Regions from separate parts of the Sus scrofa genome. Here all the other regions are linked to region 1. A link is a contact called in public Hi-C and targeted proximity ligation data. All regions are on one chromosome and are shown on one strand. The core of a region is the stretch at or near the end of the contact, and the rest is flanking DNA. Distances in the headings are between cores, read along the strand shown. Region 1 overlaps LOC110260801 (a long non-coding RNA gene). Region 2 has its middle 160 kb from the start of DUSP6. Region 3 has its middle 97 kb from the start of DUSP6.

Evidence for each region. A called contact is a pair of places that touch in the nucleus more often than the background predicts.
Region 2: a contact with region 1 is called in a targeted proximity ligation map of alveolar macrophages. A contact is called at or near these places in 1 of 47 Hi-C or Micro-C datasets (epiblast stem cells) and 1 of 2 datasets of targeted methods (alveolar macrophages).
Region 3: a Hi-C map of liver shows a contact between it and region 1, with 4 times the contacts expected there.

The regions. Positions count from the first base shown.
Region 1 is chr5:93,252,874-93,257,318 of Sscrofa11.1, reverse strand. LOC110260801 (a long non-coding RNA gene) reads left to right here. Exons shown (of 2, transcript XR_002344271.1): 2 at 2,012-4,445. Among named protein-coding and RNA genes, the nearest start is that of DUSP6, 48 kb to the left of the region's middle.
Region 2 is chr5:93,465,693-93,470,137 of Sscrofa11.1, reverse strand. No RefSeq gene overlaps it. Among named protein-coding and RNA genes, the nearest start is that of DUSP6, 160 kb to the right of the region's middle.
Region 3 is chr5:93,397,951-93,402,395 of Sscrofa11.1, reverse strand. No RefSeq gene overlaps it. Among named protein-coding and RNA genes, the nearest start is that of DUSP6, 97 kb to the right of the region's middle.

The sequences.
Region 1 (4,445 bases), core at 1,284-3,783:
GGCCATGGCATATGGATTCCTAGGCTGCGGGTCAAATCAGAACTACAGCTGCTGGCCTACACCGCAGCCACAGCCACACAGATCCGAGCTGCGTCTGCAACCTACACTACAGCTCACGGCAATGCCAGCTCTTTAACCCACTGAGTGAGGCCAGAGATTGAACCCCTAGGCAAGTTTGTTACTGCCCAGCCACAGCGGGAACTCCCAGAGGCACATTATTTTAATTGAAGTTTAGCTGATTTACAGTGTCGTATTAGTTTCCAGCATACAGCACAGCGAATCAGTTATAAATGTAGATACATATAGGCTTTATCCTATTCTTTTCCACTGTGGTTTATTGTAAGGTACAGAATAGAGTTCTCCGTGCTATACAATAGGACCTTACTGTTGACCTATCTTATGTGTAGTGGTTTGTACCTGCTCATCCCAAATTCCTAATTTATCCCTACCTTCCCCCTTCAGTAACCATAAGTTCGTTCTCTATGTCTGTGCGTCTGTTTCTGACTTGTAAATAAGTTCATTTGTATCCTTTTTTTAGATTCTACACATAAGTGATATGTATTTGTCTTTGTCTGACTGATGTCACTTAATATGATGATCTCTAGGTCCATCCATGTCACTACGAATGGCATTAGTTCATTCTTTTTTATGACTGAATACTATTCCATTCACACACACACCCTTTTTTTTTTTTTTTTTTTTTTTTTGGCCAAAACTGTGGCATGCCAAAGTTCCCCAGCCAGGGATTGTACCTGGGCCACAGCAGTGACCCAAGCCATAGCAGTGACAGTGCCAGATCCTTAACCCACCACACCACCAGAGAACCCCGACACACACACATCTTTAATACAAGGGCTTCAATGCCTCGATTCAAAATAGTGACCAGAGGTGAGAAACAGGCCTTCTGCTCACCATCAAGTACGTGGTATCTTTTCAGTCAACCCAAGGGATGAATTGCGTTTAAATTGCATCCCTGTGGGACACAGGTGAGCTCTTAAAGCCCACTGCTTGTCAAATATCTGCCTCGGAGAAAGTTTCTTAAGGTTCGAAACTCATCAAGGCTGTCTTAGATGGGAGTCTCCTCTGTTCCCTGAACTTCTGCCTGGAACAGCTCAGCAGGTAGAGGCCGTGGGATCTCAGAGCCTTAGCGTAGGAGAGGGTCCTGAACCTCCCCTCCTCTCTTCCAAACTACAGCGTCCTCGCCAAGTGATGAGTAACCTCTTCTAAGCTAACCTCCACCTGGAATCGTCATTGAGCTGCTCACTTCCTTTATTTTCACATACGCCCTGCATTACCTGAAACAAATACATCTCTCATCCTTGAGCCCACAAGAATCTAAGAGCTCTCAGGTTTTACAAGGCTTCTTCAGGCTAACCTTCTGCCAACACTTAAATTCCCTTTCTGAAAGGGCCCCCAGTTGCTGCAGTGTCTCTGCCTTGCTCCCCCTGGCTCCCCCCCCCATCGTCTTTCTAAAGTTCATAGTCGTACCTCCTCGCCCCTAACAGCCAGCTTCACAAATACAGTGCATCCTGAGTGTGTATTCCGCATCTTCAGCATAAGTAGAATGTTTTTAGGAAATCAAACACGTAGCTTGTTTCCTTTGTAAAAATGACCAGAATAAAGAGCTCTCTACCTAATCAGTCCCCTGGCTCCCAAGGAATGTTAGAACCAAACTTGTGAAAAATGAACTAAAATGAGGGACCATCTGTAGGCTTTTGTGTTGAGGTCTTCTGTTGGCCGCCTGACCGCTCCACTCCATCGGGTGAGATAATCAAACGTATTGGCTCTTATTTCAATTTCCTTAGCTAGTATTTGGAAAATAAGCAGCTGAAGGAAAATGTAAATATCCTTATGTGTACTGCTCTTTTGGCTGCAAGTAATAGAAAACCTACCAGTTGCATAAACCCTAGGGTAGTGTTGGCTGCAGTTATCTAAAGCTGCATAAAAGATGTATGCTTTTGTTTTTGTTTTTTTCCACTCAAGGTTAGCATCTGTAATTCTTCCTCCACAGTTCTGCTTGGCATTTTCACATAACTGTTGAAGACTGAAAGTTCTGAAAACGTGGAGCCACCAGCCGACTTCCCTTTCCGTCTCATTAGTCGGGGTGGAGGCACAAGGCCAGCTGAGCTACGAGGGAAACAAGGAAGTGAGTTTCTGGCAACGGGAGGTGGGACGGTCGTGACCAGGCAAAGCGGCTGCTTCAGTGTCCCCGGAACGTTGAAAAATAAGAGTTTTATTTCCTTGTAAAAGTTAATAGATAATCATGAAGAAAGTTTGGAAAGAGGAAAAAAAAAAAAATTCCCCCAATGCGGCTGCTCAGCACCCTTTTAACACTTATAATCATATTGTACTGTGGGACTTTTTTTGACTTAACATGATTAGTTTAAAGCTCTATGGTTTTTGAAATCTATTATTTCGAAATAAAACATAAACCAAGGAGGTAGCATGGAGCAGCAGGAAGGGGGCTGGCTTTGGTGTAAAGAGACGGTGCTTGGAGCCCGGGTCCTGGCACGAATCCATCACTGTATTTCTGCTTCCTCAAAATCGAGAAATGTGTTTCCTGAGTTCCACCACTTCCAAGGCTTCGTGATCACAAGAGCCGTGTCTTTGAGACACGCAAGCCATGCTGTTCAGATACTGACTCAACACAGTGGGTCTAGACCGCAAAGACAAGCAGAAGAGTGAACTGGAAGTTACCACCGTGTGAAACTGGGTGCCTGATATGCAATAATGTAAGATACAACACAGAATGTGTACCCGTGCTTCGTTTTTCAACGGCAGCCAGAAATCTGGATTTTCATGTGAAATTATTAGCTTTTAAAACAGGGACACCTAATTTGAAAAGCAAAATACTCTAGAGGCCAGACAAAACACATCTGCTCAATGTCAGTCTGCAGCTCTGGCTAAACCAGCAGCCAGCTTGAGCAACACTGGAAAAGGGATGTATGGGGTGAGACGGGAGGTGGGAGTAGGAAAAGCTGCTTATAGGACCTTTTGGTCATGCAGCAGCTGGAATAGTACAAGCCGTCTAAAACATCAAATACTTATATTAATGGTGAATACATACAATCTAGGCTTTTTAGCATCTCTAGTTTTTTACACCGAGGCCATCATTACTTCCCCCTGCGGATTCTGAAACACCCTCGGGTGTGACCTGAGCTTTGACCTGCGCTCCTGAGTTAAGCACGTGCTCTATGGGAAACAACTGAATCGGATCCTGTGAGGTCCCGAAGTGTCTCATCGGAATGTGAAACATGCCAATTTTTTTCTCTTTCATGTGTGTTTCCCCCGATCGCTGATCGTTACGGTTCGAAATCAAGTCCTGTGTCTTTTGCCTCCATCGTTCAGTTTAAGGACAAAACGAAAATGAAAATCACGAGCGTCTTCGACGGGTGTTCCCTTGCGCTCGAATTGCCACCTCCAGCCGTTTGTTCTCTTCTCAGCCTAAATGTTGCCCCTTTCATGTCTCCCCTTCAGAGAGAGAACGACCCACGACACCAGGCGCTGCAGGTCTTCGCACTCTCAGCAGTTCTGACTCTCGCTGCCTGAAACCGGTACAGAAAGAGGATGTAACAACGTTGAACTTTTTATGTGATTTTTTTTTGCCTTTGACACAGTTATTAGAGGTTTTTTTTTTTTTTTTTTTAAAGCAACAGCGCCCTACGAGGACACCAGGTTTCTAAATGATTCATCTTCTCACAGACCTTGATATTCAATCCAGGTGTAGGAATAACAGGATAGCCCTTGGGTTCTATCCTCAGGGCTTGGAAAGGCTTCAGTGAAATTCTATAGCAAAAGGCCCCTGTGCTTACCCTGACTTTCTCTTTGTTCTACTCACTTTTTATCTCTGAAAAGCAAAGGGATTTCCTTGGGGGATTAAGCAGAGGAAACAGCCAAAGGTAGCTATCGTGTTTCATTTGAATTAGGAGATGCCAAAGAATCCTGAAGTCAACTCAACGGGAAGCCCTTTGCCCCAGTCTTGGAAGGGTCCCCGGGTCTCACCAGCACGAGCGTCACAAGTCCTCATCCCACCCAGACGTATCATCCTCTCTTCTCCCTCACCCGACCCCCACTCCGGGAATATCTTGGACAAACAGTAGTGGTTTCTCGAGCAAGGCAGAGAAATGTCTCATCGGAATGTGATACATGCCAATTTTTGTCTCTTTTCAAAAGTTTTTCCATGTAATATCTTGCTAACACAAAATCATTTTGCAATTACATATTTTTAAATGGATGGGTGCTGTTCTCACCCTGCGAGATTCTGGTTTTGAGTCACTGAAATGAACAGAGGTAGAAGAACAGACAGATGACTAGTTTTCTTAGTGATAGATCTTAGAAGCTGCTGTTCAAAGAATGAGATGAAAGGGAAGCATTTCCCATACCTCCAGCCGGACTTATCTATCTCCTGTCAACACAAAGCTACATAAAAAATACATATTGAGCTG
Region 2 (4,445 bases), core at 683-3,182, 210 kb before region 1:
ATTCAGTGATCATTGAAGGAAAACGAATCCGTGTTGCATATGATTCTTAATTAGTATTTATTTATTTACTTTTAAATTCGTTTTTAAATATAGGGTTTACAGGAAGTTAGGCCAGTTCCACAGAGCAATATTCCAGATATAGAGGGGGAAATAACACATCTGGCAGTGAACATGTCTAGGAATTCTTTTGAAGAAATTAAATGTCTGGGGTTTACAATAATTGTAGTTAACATTGATAGAGTTGTACTTTTTCTGAAGTCTTACAGCCACTAAAAATAAGCCCCTCCCTCCCCTTATTTTAGTGGCCATACCTGGCATATGGAAGTTGCCGGACCAAGGACTGAATCCGAGCTACTGCAGTGGCAATGCCAGATCCTTTAAGCCACTGCACTGGGCTAGGGATAGAATCCATGCCTCCACAGAGACCTGAGCTGGATTCTTAACCCACTGTGCCACAGTGGGAGCTCCAAGCCCACTTTTTAAGTTATAAAATTTCCGTCTTAATGAAGTTGTGTGAAGGCCTAGGTGACATGCCTTTTTGCGCCCTAAAAGGAATTCTCATCAGTCTTCTCCCAAAGCTTTCTTTCCAGGTAAGCTTTGAGCCATTCTGCAGAAACTGTTTGCTCTATAGAAACTTCTCTCAGAAGGAGGGAAAGGACTAAAACTTTATATTTTTAAATTATTACTCACATTTCTACAATTTTTCATTTTCTCCTTTGTCTGGTCACCTGAAGACATACAGAAAACAATACAATCCAGTCATTTGACAAAACTAGCCACCCAAGATGAATGAGTGTGTGAACTTTTACCATATATAAGACACCTTCAAACTAAATATGGATACAATAAAAGGGGAAGCTTATAAAGGAACATACCAAATATAAAGTTAAATGTTGTGGAAAGGTCAAGGAAGGAAAGGAGGTCCAACTGGGTAGATATAGGAAAATTTAATGCAAGGATGTGGCATCTGACCTGAGCCACGAACTATCAGGGGGGCTGTAATGATTGCAAGGAAGGGTTTACCAGTCATCAGGAACAGCAATATGAACTCGTAGTTTTGCAGACAATCAGAAACAACACACCCGTCCCTGTTGGTAGCAAAATTAGCAGATAAAGAGCTTAACGACAACATGGAGTAGTAGGAAGCACGCAAGGTCTGGATATGAAAAGACAGGGGGACTGAGAAGTGAGGTCCATTCACCACGTGGTCCAAGTGAGGTCCCTTCACCACAATTTTATTACCTTCAAGATAGCACTTCACCTTCCTGAGCCCCAGTTTAACATTCTCTTCTGAAAGCGATAAAAACAAGTTGGCAGCCCTGTTTATGTTTACAAGCAAGAAACATAGCTCTTGATGGAACATGTTATATTTAAATTAAATGTTCATTATTTTATTATTATAAAGTTTCTCCACAGCAAAGATAGCACAGACCTAAGTACTTCCTTATATGTAGATAAATTTCCTCTTTTAAGATTACTCTGCATTTAACTTCTAACTTCTCTTGCTAAAATTAACCCTGGGATCTGGAGGCAAGAATAATAGAAATCTCACATGACTTTTTTCCAGGAGCAAGCTACTGAAAAACTGCTAAATATAGAATATACAAAGAGGAGGGATATGGAAAATTATGGACATATGTGAAATTACAGCCATAAAATTTCAGTGTCACATTGCAAAATGCCAAATGCTGGAATTTTCTATAAGTTCTAATCGTATTTACTTCAAGGAGAAATATCCTGGGAAGCTGGATTTCAGAAATTCCTCATATTTCGGCCTACTACTTCCAATTATGCTGGAACTTCACTATCTGTCCTCACACTGGAGATGTATCATTATCTAAACAATCATTTCCATTTCACAGAAATCCCAGGGCTGTTTTTCCAACAATTGAGCCATAACAGTGCTGTTCCCATGGTTACCAAGAGTTCTAATTTCAGTTCCTCAATATGCATTTTTATCTTGTCAGATTGTACAGTGCTTCAGAATAGGCCACTCTTAGTTCCACATGCTCTTTCTATTATTTTTCTCCAAGTTTCTCACACCCCATATCCATGTAAGCTTCCTGTTTTGCTCATTTTTTGACTAGATAAAGTTATACAGTGATCATGTTTCTAGGCAATAAATTCAAGACAATGGAGCAAAGTCAAGGGAAAGGAATTGGGCAAAGTTTGGAAAAATCAGCTTCTCACCACTCTCCCTGGCCCTAGCTTTTAGCACCATATTCGTGGTAGTTAGGGAAAAGAGTAACGTAAGTCCCAAACTACAATGTCCTCAGTGATTCAGTGATTCCATTTCATCTGTTTGATTTTCTCAACAGCAAAGGAATTTGGTACTCATCACTCTGAAAGATACTTTCTCTAAAGATTGGGGTCTTAAACCAGAATCCATGGAATAGGCTTCAGGGGTTCCTATCAAGTGCCTGAAATTTTGAGTAGAGGTGTGTGTGTGTGTGCGCGCGTGCGTGCCCTGTAGCTGAAGGAATTCACTTTAATGAGGAAAAGATCCATAGCTTTAATCAGACTCTCAGAAACATATCTACAGCAAAATTGGTTTAAAGAACACTACTTCTAGACAGACTTTGCTTTAGGACAGAGCTCTGAAAGCATGATTTGGTGCTAAAAATAATTTCAGCAAAATGATCATCAGTCATTGAGAGGGTTTTAAATTTTGGTATAGGAATTCGCATCGTGGATCAGCAGGCTAAGAACTCAACTAGTCTCCATGAAGATGCAGGTTTGATCCCTGGCCTCGCTCAGTGGGTTAAGCATCCAACATTGTTGCAAGCTGTGATATAGACCACAGATGCAGCTCAGATCCCACATTGATCTTGCTATGGTGTAAGCCTGCAGCTGCAGCTCAAATTTGACCACTAGCCCGGAAACTTCCATATGCTACAGGTGCAGCTATGAAAAAATAATAACTGGTATAAAATTTTTGAAAAACCAATATGGAAATGTGAACCAAAATCCATAAAGATGCCCTTCTTCTTTAATTCAGTGATTGCACTACAAGAAATATATATTTTAGGGGAAAATCAAGAAGAGCGAAAAAAGTAAAGATTTATTTTTATATTATGAATTATAAGAAAAAAAATAGATCCAATATTTTGATACCAACACAGTGAAACATTGTAAAGCCATAACTGCAAATAGCCTATAAGGAAATATAAAATATTTATTAAGAAATATTAAATGAAATCATAAAGAAAATACAAGTATGTATAATATGAATAAAATTATGACAAAGTATATAAACAATTGAATAATAAATGTCAAAGTAGTTGTATTAAGCTAATAGAATCCTTGTGTGATTTTGCTATTTTGAAAATCCTCCCAGAATGGAATTAGAATGACTATACAGGGAGACAGGATTAAGGCAGCAGAATAGAAGGACTGGAGCTCACCTTCTCTCATAAAAACAACAAAATTACAACCAAATGCTGAACAACCTTGAACCAGATGGACTGAAAACTTTCAAAAATATATCCTACTCCAGAAGACAAAGAGGAGGCCACATCAAGAGGTAGGAGGGGCAATTACACAATATAAGAAACCCCATATCCACCAGATGGGAAGTCCACAGACTGGAAAGTAACTATATCACAGAGACTCACCTATAAGAGTGAGAATTCTGAACCCCATGTCAGTCTCCATGCCTGGGGACCTGGCACTGGGTGAAAGAGCCTCCAGAACATCTGGCATTGAAGGTCAATGGTGCTTTTGTGCAGAAGCTCCACAGGACTGAGGGAAATGGAGACCCCATTCTTGAAAGGCACACACAGACTTTCATGTGCACTGGGTCCCAGGGCAAAGCAGAGGCTCCACAGGAATCTGGGTTGGACCTAACTACAGTTCTTAGAGGACCTCCTGGGAAAACAGGAGTGACTGTGGCTTGTTGCGGCAGAAGGACATTGGAAGCAAAGCTCTTGGGAATGAGCGTGTGTTTCTCCAGAGGTGGCCATTTTGGGAAAACCTGGCCCGACCCATCAGCACTGAGAAGCCCCAGGCCAAACAATAATCCAGGTGGGATCACAGCCCCACTGATGAGTAAACAGTCTGCTGAAAGGCTCCCCAGGCACACAGCCACCTCTAACCTCCCCCAGAGACAAAGCCCCACCCACCGGGGGAATAGGAATCAGCCCCACCTGCCAGTGGGCAGGCACAAGTCCCTCCCATCAGGAAGCCTACAGCAAGTCCTCATACCAACTTCAGCCATGAGGGAGGCAGACATCAGAACTAAAATAGGCTACAACTCTATTGTCTGCAAAAAAGACACCACACCAAAAACCTATACAAATGAAAAGGCAGAGAACTATAACTCAGATAGTGAGCAAGAAAAACAGCTAAGTGATGTGGAGATTCTCAGTCTCCAGGAAAGACTTAAACTGATGATGCTGAAGATGATGCATTGGATGAAGACATTAGAAATAAACTGGAGGCAAAGA
Region 3 (4,445 bases), core at 1,431-3,930, 140 kb before region 1:
TGATGGATATCCAGTGAGAGCATGAATGGATAAATTGAGCGAGTAGACTAATGACCTGATAGACTCAACCCCTGTGTACTGAACGGTCAGTCACTCTCAGACAGGCTCCACTCTGGGCTCTGGTCATTGAGCAGGAACAATACAAAGCCCAGAAACTAGTGAACTGAGGAGAGAACACAAGAGTGTAGAAGGAAAAATACAAGCAGAATTGAGGCAAATGAAACATTATAAACCAGCACTTCATAAATTCAACATTATTGATGCTTTGAAGGGACACCATGCTTCTTCACAACCAACTTTTTCCACATGTGAGGGAAAGATTTACTTACCATTGATGAGGATTATTTCTAGTTTTGCGCCTCATTTCCTGTTTGTCGTGATACTTGCTTGAATTTACCTTTAAGCTCTCAAACATGGATGGAACTGGATTTCTAGCTCTTTACTGTAAAGAGAAAGACAGATGCAAGCTCCCAGAGTATCGTGGGGCTGAAGCCTTGGCCATGCCTTATTCCAAAGTACTGTCTCACTCAGGACCCCATTCATCATGATGTTCTCCTACAGGAATTAAATGGGAAAGATGAGGGGAAAAAAACAGGGCTCTAGAAGATATTGCTCAAACATGCCCAAACAGGAGTGCCTATGTTTGAGTCATAGTGCACATTTTAGGAACACCCTGAGCTTCATATATAGGAAGAGTTGAGGCATGAACACACAACAACACTACTGTGATACCAAGAAGCCATTCCAGGTCACTAATGAAAATGACAGAGAAGTCACCCAAACAAACAAATAAAGGAACATGGCAGTCACTGTGAATTCACATCCTCAGCACTCTTGGATATCGGTGTTAATCAAACACCTGTGTTGCTGTGCATATTTTCAAATATCAGAATTGAGTCCTTTGTTGACTCTTTTCACTCTAATACCCAGTTTCTAACCTTAGTCGACCCTTTCATCTCTTCCCCCAATGATATCATCTAATCGGACAATCACTTCTGCTTGGATTGCTCCCAGTTCTTCAGCCAATTGCTCAGACCTGCATGGTAATCTTCCCGCCGGATATCTGGATGTCCCTCCAGTACCACAAAGCAAACATCTTCAAAACCAAACTCACTCGCTTCCTCTACAAAACCAGTTTTTCCACTTGGCTCCCCAGCATGCGTTAATGCTACCACTGTTCTACAAGGTGAGAACCTCTATTATCATTGACTCCTTCCCCCCTTTTATCTTTCACTCCCATCCAGTCTTAAGTTCCAGTGAGAGGTTTTCTAACACCAGTGTCCAAGGTATCATTCCAGTCCTTCCTCCTTAACGTTCAACTCCTTTTATTCTCACCGTCTCCAGCCTAATTCAAGTTCTTGTTTCGTCTCACGTGGACCATCGCAAGCACTGTTACTGGGGAACAAAAATTTCACAACCAGATAGATTTGTATTCAAGCCCTGGTTTCATCTCTCTCTAGTTGTGTGATCTTGAGTGATTTCCCCAAACCCTCTAATCCTCAATTTGCGCCATAAAATGATAGCTCATTTCAGGAGTACAGAAAACCGTATTAGTTAAAGTGCCTGACGCACAATTGTTCAAAGTGTCAATGCTTCTTCCCTCTATTCCCCCAAAAACGTGTTCTGATCAGGTCTTTTCCATACTCATACACTTGGAATGATTTCCCTTTCTCTACAAAAACAAGACCCAGCTACTTATTTGCCCTCCACAGCACCGCCCAAGCTGCTTTCCTAGCTTTTATCTCCCACACTCAGCCTTTCAATCATCCTTAAACACACCCAAAACTTTCACTGCGCTTACCTTTCCACTGGCTATGACTTTCCCATTAATCTCCACCAGGCAAATTCTACCTATTCTTTAAGAAACAACACAACTGCATGCCCTCCATGAGACCGACCAATTCTGATGTTCAGATGTGGGTTCTTTGAATGTCCACTTCACTGTTTTAATATCTACATCTTGGAATGTGTCATATTCTGCTCCCATACTATGACTGTAAGCTTCCTGTCTTACCCTCAGTACAGAACTGTGAAGTAGTTTCTTCATCTCCAAAACCTGCTGCTTTTCAGTTATTCAATACTCAGGAAACCAACCAAATTGATTTAAGTACACGACCCTAGGAGAGTAACCTTTATCTGTTAGAATACAGACTCAATGAGGGCAATCATTTTTGTCTGTTTTAATCAATGCTCTATTTTGAGGACCTAGAATAGTGCTTAAAATATAGTTGGTGCCCCCAGACTACGTACTGAATGGCTTTATAACCCAAGATTATTTTTTGAGCCAAGAAAACAATCCCATATAATCCAGTTGTTTAACGTTATGCCAATTGGTATCACCTCAGCTCAGCACCCTCTCATCATCTCTCAGGGACATCACATCATGTGCGACCAACATGAAATGGGCACCAGCGGTCCACTCAGGGAGGGCTCCCAAAAGAAAGGAGCCCAGCCCACACACCCTCAGGTGCCCTTCACCACGCAGGCTTCTGCGGCTGCCAGTAACACTCCGACTGCTCAATAAGCACCTTGCTATCTGGCCTAGACACTGAGCCTGCAGTGTGGCAGGGGCATAAATTAAAGCCCAAGAGAACAATCACAGGAACGCTGGCCTCTGAAGTCAAGGCCAGCCAGCAGTATGATTCAGGCACCGAATGTTGCCTCCCTTGGCTTCAGTCAGAATCCTGAGAGCAATCACTTGCCAGCCCAGCCAGGGTCAGAAAAACACTGCTGAATTGCTGGCCAGGATCCCCGACAAGCAGGCCGCAGACACCATTTTGCTAACTCTAACAAAGCTTTAAGCTGCACCTGTAGATCCAGCCTGTTCACTCCCTGCTGTGGAAGGTGGGCGGCAAGAGGGAGCAGAGGGAGAAAAACCTTTCAAGTCAGACAGACCTGCTTCTGAATGCTGGCTCCCCTACTGACTAGCAGTGCAGCTGTGGGCATTTTATCAGCCTCCCAGGCTGCAGATTCCTTATCTCTAAAATAATACCTACCTTACAGCATTATTGTGAAAACGAATGGTGCTACATGTAAAACACCAGCACCAGTTTTGCTGCTGCTGTTATTGATGTTATTAGATTTAAGAATCAAAGAAAGTAACCAGACTTTAAACTGGCATGCCTAACACGATCCTAAGAATTCATCTTTATTAATTCACTATAATTTTTATCTTTATTCATTTTGTCCCTTGGAAGGATAGTGACAGATTTCTTAGGAAAATAATCAAGTGTCAATGCTAAGCATGCTAAAACACACTGAAAAAACTCTGAGATGAATTTTTAGAACTTAGCGCTGGCAGAGAGTTCACTGGCTTGACTTCATATTCCTTCGGTCCCTGAACCTCGAGACTCCTCAGCTAAGGGTGCCTTGAGTCCCTGTGCCTCTGAGACCCTGCCACCTGCAAAGATCACCCCTCTTCTTGGCAGTTTGCCCGCTGTGTTCTATATCCTTCCATCACCCCTCCCCTCAGCCAGCACACACACACATGCACGCACGCACACACGCATGTGTGCCAAACCCCTCAGTCATCCTGGCCTGTTTGAGTGAGTTTGAACTCACTCAAACTCACTCTCACCCTCATTCCCATGGCTCCCAGGCTCCAGAGAGGGCAAGTATGCAGGAGAAGGGACTTTTTTTCACAGCAGCCACAGTCTGACAAAATGCCAACGAACTTGGCAATCACAGGAAGCACGCACTTACTCAGCTGTCACTCATTGTTCTCACTTGATAGGTAAGTCAAGTCCCTGGTCTGATGGTATCTGAAATACATCCTTTCTAAGGTTTATCTTGAATCCTGTATCTTATGCAGATCCTGAGTACATACATCACACACATCACGACATGCCGTATTTCCCTTCTTGGGGGCCATCCTGGGTGGTGTACTCGTTTACTGAATTGTCTGATTTTCTGCGGAACTCCTTGTCTGATTCTGTGATACCCCAACTGACAGTAATTCTGGACCATTCTCCCCACTGGCTGTGGAAGGCATCGCTTAGCTTTTCAGTTGTATCACCTGAAGTCTGATGGAGCTGGCCTCTGAAGACTAAAACTGAAAGGGAGGAGCTGTTTGAGATTCATCCTATGCACCATGTGCTATAGAATTCGCCTTATTTTTGCATTTCTCCCTTGTGTGGAGAGCCCTCAAACTGCCTACTTTCGGTCCTCACTTCTCCTCCTAGCCTCACCCCACCAAGGCCCACATCATTCCTCATCCGTCTATTGCAACCCCACCTTAACTCTTGTATCTGCCTCGGCCACCCCCACTTCATTCTCTTCCTCTGATGTGTTCTTAGTGGACTGATTATTCTCGGCAGCAGCATTACGCACAAGCACTTAATGGCTGCCACACATAATCCACATGCCCAAGGGGAGCACGTGAAGCCCTCTGCGACCTCATCCTCACCACCCGTATCTCTTGCCACAGGCTTGCTCTGTCCTGCACT